Regions from separate parts of the Zeugodacus cucurbitae genome. Here region 2 is linked to region 1. The links are chromatin contacts, called in public Hi-C maps. All regions are on one chromosome and are shown on one strand. The core of a region is the stretch at or near the end of the contact, and the rest is flanking DNA. Distances in the headings are between cores, read along the strand shown.

Evidence for each region. Hi-C and Micro-C count contacts between places; a contact is called where the count stands out from the background.
Region 2: a contact with region 1 is called in a Hi-C map of whole body, with 2.7 times the contacts expected there. The contact joins the promoter of LOC105214692 here to the promoter of LOC105214733 in region 1. A contact is called at or near these places in 2 of 2 Hi-C or Micro-C datasets (both in whole body).

Annotation. Positions count from the first base shown.
Region 1 is chr3:67,963,831-67,967,238 of idZeuCucr1.2, reverse strand. It overlaps LOC105214733, which reads right to left and starts at 1,536. Exons shown (of 13, transcript XM_054228229.1): 1 at 1,399-1,536. It overlaps LOC105214690 (HEAT repeat-containing protein 1 homolog), which reads right to left. Exons shown (of 3, transcript XM_011188244.3): 3 at 2,499-3,408. The coding sequence ends at 2,587.
Region 2 is chr3:68,100,477-68,103,483 of idZeuCucr1.2, reverse strand. It overlaps LOC105214692 (DNA-directed RNA polymerase I subunit RPA43), which reads left to right and starts at 1,705. Exons shown (of 2, transcript XM_011188251.3): 1 at 1,705-2,360; 2 at 2,430-3,007. The coding sequence starts at 1,818. The coding sequence ends at 2,882. LOC105214693 (gamma-interferon-inducible lysosomal thiol reductase) reads right to left here and starts at 1,483. Exons shown (of 3, transcript XM_011188253.3): 1 at 1,032-1,483; 2 at 608-955; 3 at 1-298. The coding sequence starts at 1,130. The coding sequence ends at 50.

The DNA.
Region 1 (3,408 bases), core at 287-2,786:
ATTTCGCTATCATTCTTTTAAGGTGATTAAGTGATGAATGCCAAATATCTTAATCTGGTCAGTACTAAAGCCCACACTGCAGCTGAAGTAAATTTAACTTTGCCAACTCCAATCACCATAATCCACCAAAAAAACATCGATTTAGAGAGACTTCCGAGTTATGGAAGGAAAATTCCAAAGTGAAAGAAATCTTGCTTTCCTTTTTTAATTCCAAGAAAAGTGCGGTTGTGGCTCATCGACACTTTCGTGTTGGCATAGATCATAGCCTTGACGTAACCCCACATGAAATAGACTAACGACGTTAAATCGCACGACCGAGGTGGCCAATTAACTGGGCCATTTCATGAAATAACACTTTGCCCATACTTGGTTTTCAATAAATCGGTTGTGACATTCGCTGTGTGGCTTATGGCGCCGTACTATTGTCCAAGTCCATATCATCCAATTCGGGTCATTCGGGCTGTCGGTTATCATTGAGCGGTAAAAGTAACGTGCCGGTCTTGATCATCATGGAAGAAGTACGGCCCAATGACGCCGCCGGCCCATAAACCACGTCAAACCCAAATTTTTCGGGATGCAATTGTGACTCATGGAGTAACGCACATTTTGGTTATTCTCAAAGTCATTCAGTCAGAAATGAGCTTCCTCGCTACGCAGGATGTAGCGCTCTTTAAGTTTAGGCCATTGACTCCGAATTTCGGTAGTAAATATTAATGATTTCGACTCGTTGTTGGATCGTATATCTTTCCATTATGACTGTGCAAACCTTATTTAAGAAAAATGTTCAAGACGAAAAAATATAGCGTCGTTTGCTGTCCCTATTGGTCTACTTTTGTAGCGTCCCTTTTGAAAAACCCTTTAGTTGTATAGATCCTCTATGAGAAAACTTTGACTATCTTATTTGACGAAACATTAGTATATAGTAGTGATTTCACTCTTAAGTTCCTGATAATTCGGGATCCAAGAATACTTGGAGTGTTAAGTTAAAGTATAGAATTAAGATTCGACATTGACTTCGTTTTCCCTCTTCTCTTAACAACTGTGTACGAAGTCGTGACATAATCCTCCAATTTTTAATCAGCGCTTAATTTAGTTTCAGGGAATTAAATTTTTGTTCTCTTAACAGTACGTCGGACATCTCCCATAGAATGTCTTCAGGGCTTCCCAATTAAGAATTCGAGAAAAACTTAACTTCAATTAGTTAAGTCCACAGATCATTACCTCATAAAATGCAATTTAAACGCCCAAATCTGGGCATATATGTATACTAGGAAATATTTCGTCTCTCTCTATAGATAGGTTCTAAGTTTATACTATATACCACCCAATCGTAGCTCTCTGATCTATATATTATTTATTATAGCTTTGTATAATGCATGATTACGTTTCAAATCTTACCTGGTGAAATATGCTTGATGAAAATTTTGATTGGTGATGTAGGTACCATATATGTATTCATTGCTTGATGTATTTAGATTTGTATTATGAAAAAATAATTCCTTGATTGATTAAAATTTTATTGCTTGAACCATTGAGTTCAAAAATTAAAATGAGGCTTAGGGAATTCTCTGTTTTTGTTTAACTAATTTTAGTATAAAATGTTTGATTGATGTGAATTTGGACTTGTTGCAACAACTTTCTGTCGTCAATCATATCATTCTAAGTCAGAATATATTATTATTTATTATAGCTTTAGATAATGAATGATTACGTTTCAAATAGTCTTACCTGGTGAAATGTGCTTGTGGAAAATTTTGATTGATGATATAGGTAAACGCTTGATGTAAGTTTGAGTTATGAAAAGAGGCTTACAAGAATTCCTTGATTTATGAAAATGTTATTGCTTGAACCGTTGATTTCAAAAATTTGAATATGCTTTGTGGAATTATCTATATGTTTGATTATGAATGAATATGAATGATGTTTGATGACATTTTAGTATGGCATATTTGATTGATGTGAATTCGTACTGGATTAATTCTGTTTGGTATATAAGCAATGATTGAAATATTTTTTTGATTGATGAATGATTGATATAAATTTTTTATAATTTAATGTAATCTTGGTTCTGAGTTGAAAAATTTAACTGGAAACTTATTTTAAAAATTTCTTGTAGGCTTGACGTGTATTTAAATTTTTGTTCATGTAAAATATTCTTTTGTTTGCTTGCTGAAGACTTCTTTTTTAAAACAAAAATTGAGCTGCTAATTTGATTGCAGATTTTTAGGAAAACATTTTCTGCTGTGCTTGATGTTAATTTGAATGATTGATTGATGTTATATAATATATTTGATTGATGATAAAACTTTGCTGCAACTTTGAGACCCAAAAACATCGTTTAAATACCGTTTGATTAGTGCTTAAAGTTTTTAGTTTGATTGAGACTAGTTAGTTTTGAGGCTTTTGATTGAAGAACATTCGTTTTCACTCAAGCTCCGTGGATCCAAAAATATATTAGTAGACAGTAAATTCTTGTAACATTTCAAAATCAGATTGGATGCTTTAATTCATATAGATCTTCTTACGATATTTATTAGGCTTCAGACACATTTTTGATTTGTTTTTGTAAATATTTTAACAGCAAACTTATAAGTAACTCTGCAACGATTCGCCAAGTATGTTCTCCAGCTCTTGCACAGCTTTGCGTGTATTCTTCTCCACACGTTGATTCTCATCCTCCAAGAGCTCAGCAACGAAAGGCACCGTTTCCGGCAGCAGTGGCGTAAAGTCTTCGCCCAGTTTACGCACAATCTCCAGACAACAATTGAAGGACAGAATGCGCACCTCCGGCACATTGGTGCGCGTCTTCATCAACACTTGATGGTTCAGTTGCTTCCACATGATGTCATTGGAGACGGCCGCAGCCAGTTGGGCAAGACACGTCTGCAAGACCTGTTGCAATTCTTCACTCTCCAGCACCAAACGATTCTCCAGCTGATCGACCAATGGCTGCATCAGCACCTCAAAGCGTTGATTATTGATGAAACCTTTGCTGTCGTGCAGGAACAGTGTGTAGAGCGTGTTCAGAATGGATTTAACAATATCGGCGGTGAGTGCCTCCTCATCGACTGTAATATCTTGCTTAGCCGCATTATATACGTTCAACAAATTCGCCGCATCATCGATGATATCGCGTGCAAAGAGTAAGAACAGCGCCTTGAGCGCTTCGGCGATTCGGTTGGTGAGCAAGAAGAAGGTGAGTATGGTTTCACGTTCTGCACGCTGTTTAATGGCCCACTCGTAGACTTTCAGGTAGTATGGACGGAAACTGCTTTCGGATAGTTTCAGCACCCATGTGACGAATGCATTAATGATGACTTTCTCAGTGCTCGCGACACGTTCACGTTCACAATTGTTGCGCACCTGCAGTCGGAACTCAAGCGCGTGCAAGAAGAACGCGCCCAATTC
Region 2 (3,007 bases), core at 456-2,955, 140 kb before region 1:
TTGAAATTACATAGCTACTATTTCATTTGGCAAACTTCCAATATTTATTCTATGGCGTGCAATATTCTGCGGCTCTCTCTGTATCGCCAAATATTTTGCATACTTCACCCAACAAGTCTTTTAAAATGGCTGGCTGTCCATGTTGATTACCATCCAGTGTGATAGTGGGTATAAAACTAACTGGCGGACGTAATGCATGTGTGGCCTCACCGTTAATCTTTAGTAATTCTGCAGCATGACCACTGCTCATGCATTTTTGTATGAAATCAGTATTTGTAATACCATATTGGCGGGCACACTATAAGGAAATAATAAATAAATTCGATTTATAGATTAGTAGTCGCAGATAAACACATATATATACAAAGCAAAAATATACTTGTATGCGTTTGCATACGTCAAGTGTATTAAGAAATATAATAATAGTGCAGTTGGCAGTGATCATGCAAATAAATGACATGCATTGTTTTATCTTATGTCAATATAATTGCATGTCTTCTTATAAATACACAAAGCACTTAACTGCACTTGTACTAATAAAGCTATATACAAATGCAAAATATAAATAATTTACAGTTAATTACAAGAGTGGATATGAGTTACATACCTTTAGCATAGCTTCTTTGGGATTTCGATTATCATGTATCATACACGCAATCATATTGAGGCGAAGTTCAATTTCAACGCTCTCAATTATACAGGAATGATACATGTTAGCTTCGCATTCGACATTGCCATGTTGGCACTCAAAACGATATGTGCCATCTGAAAGTTTATATGTTTGTGCTTTGCCATAGGGCACCAATTCAACTGCCATGAGTGGCGCAGCTTGTTTATAAGCCGGCAATAATTGTTTGATTATGAAATGCTTTGAATCACTACATAATGCTTCATAGAACACTGTCACCAACACGGGCATTCCGGGTAAGCGTGCTGGCTCTGACGCAGGCTCTGGCTATAGGGTTTTAAGAGGTAGAAATACTATTTTTAAGTTGCTCAGATAAATTATTAATAGTTTGATGCTTACTTACAACGTAGATAAAACCCTTGATGAACAGATGTCGTAGGATCAAGAGTACCACACATAATGCAAACAAAATTATCAAACGTTTATGCCCTATCGATACCATTATTAGTTAACGATGTGCTTAATCCAACTGTATCAAATCTGCTTAGTTAAATACTTAAATACATATATATTTCATTTGGCTTTGCTTTCTTTTTTAAATAAAGATAAACATTTTCACATATGATAAACCATTGATATATGTAGCTATAATAAGTTATGGTGTTAGTTTTGTTGTTAAAAAAATTTGCAAATTTCCAACGATTGTACTTATCGAACACGTTGCGAATTTATTTGAATACACAACTTTTACTTTTTTGTTTGAAAACTGTTTTATTACACAAAAAAATAAAAAGTTTCGCAAACATAAGCAATTTACAAATTACAGGTTCATCAGCAGTCAGCTGTTATATGGTTTGTGGATTCGCCGCAATGTTGCCACTTAAGTATATTTATATAGTTTCCAATAGTTTCTGACACGATTATATAAATTTTGAAATGCTACAATTGTTATATATTTATTCAATATAATAATAAAAATAAAAAAAACACAGTAGCTCATATTGTGAAATAATATAAAACAAATTTTAAATACTTCCCAGTATGTTCAGTGTATTATTCACTTATGAGTGCACGTTCAGTGCAACAATAGTTCGATTTGACATTTAACGAGGTTGGAATTTAGTTGGAATTAATTTCAATGTGCTTGTGTCTAATATTTCTAATTTAGTGTGAATTTAATGAAATAAAAATGGCAAAAAGACTGCAAGAATATGTGAAATACACAATAAAAGAGTTGGAATCCTATACGAAACAAGAAGGTTCCTGTGTGCGTAAAATAAATTCCAATTTACATGTATCATTAGGGCCGTATTGCCTGGCCGATTTTCAACATGCGCTCAGTGCTCATATAATGCGTCGGAAAGTTGGCTACTATGATGCCAGTCTAGAGGGGATCGTGTTGGACATAAAGTGTATCAAATTGTTGAGCACCGCAGCTGCATTAAGAGCAGATGATCCACGTATACATGTTGACGTGAATGCCGATTGCTTTGTGTTTTGTCCCGTCGCTGGTGCGGTACTGAGCGGTGTGGTCAAGCATATTGGTAATCATCATATCGGCGTAATCATTTACAGAGTTTTCAACGTGAGCATTCGGTTTGCAGCAAAAATCAATAAGGAAGAGTTTAAAATGGATGATACTGTACAATTTCGGATAAAAAATTTCAATTTGCAAAATGTATTTCCATACATTGAAGGCGATCTTGTGACAGCTAAAGGTGATAAAATTACGGTAAGTGGAAAAGCTGTTGTTACAACTCTTAGTATCTATCTATATTAATTATGTATTTAAAATTTGCAGCATAAATTTATCAAAGTTGAACCTGAAAGTGCGGAAAGCAACATTGATTCCGGCATTGAAGTGCGTGATAATCAGGAACTTGACGAGTTAGTTACTTTAATAAAAAAAGATCATGCTTCGGAAGATGATGGCACGCCATCAAAAGCAAACAAGAAAAAAGATAAACTTCATGCCAGCAAAAGAAAGCGAAAGGCCAGCGAAAGTAATGTGTCATTTAATGAACCGACGACTATTAAAAAAGAGCCTTCATCAGACAAGAAGAAACGTAAACATAACGATAGTGTGGAAGAAGTCCAGATTGTAAAAGAAAAAGCTACAGTGAAAAGTAAAACGAAGAAAATAAATGGTGAATTATTAAATGCAACACAAATTAAAACGGAAGAATTTGAAGATTTGTTTACAACGCCAACTAAGAAACGCAAGCCAAAAACAAATAGTATATCGCTAAGTTAGCTACTGACTTCGAGTATGCTGTAGTTTGTGTCCTCCGATTCTCCAAATTATAAGTAACTATTTACTGCTACTACAACAACAACATCTTGTAGTGTGTAAAACAAAAGTGTTTGGACTTTTTTAAA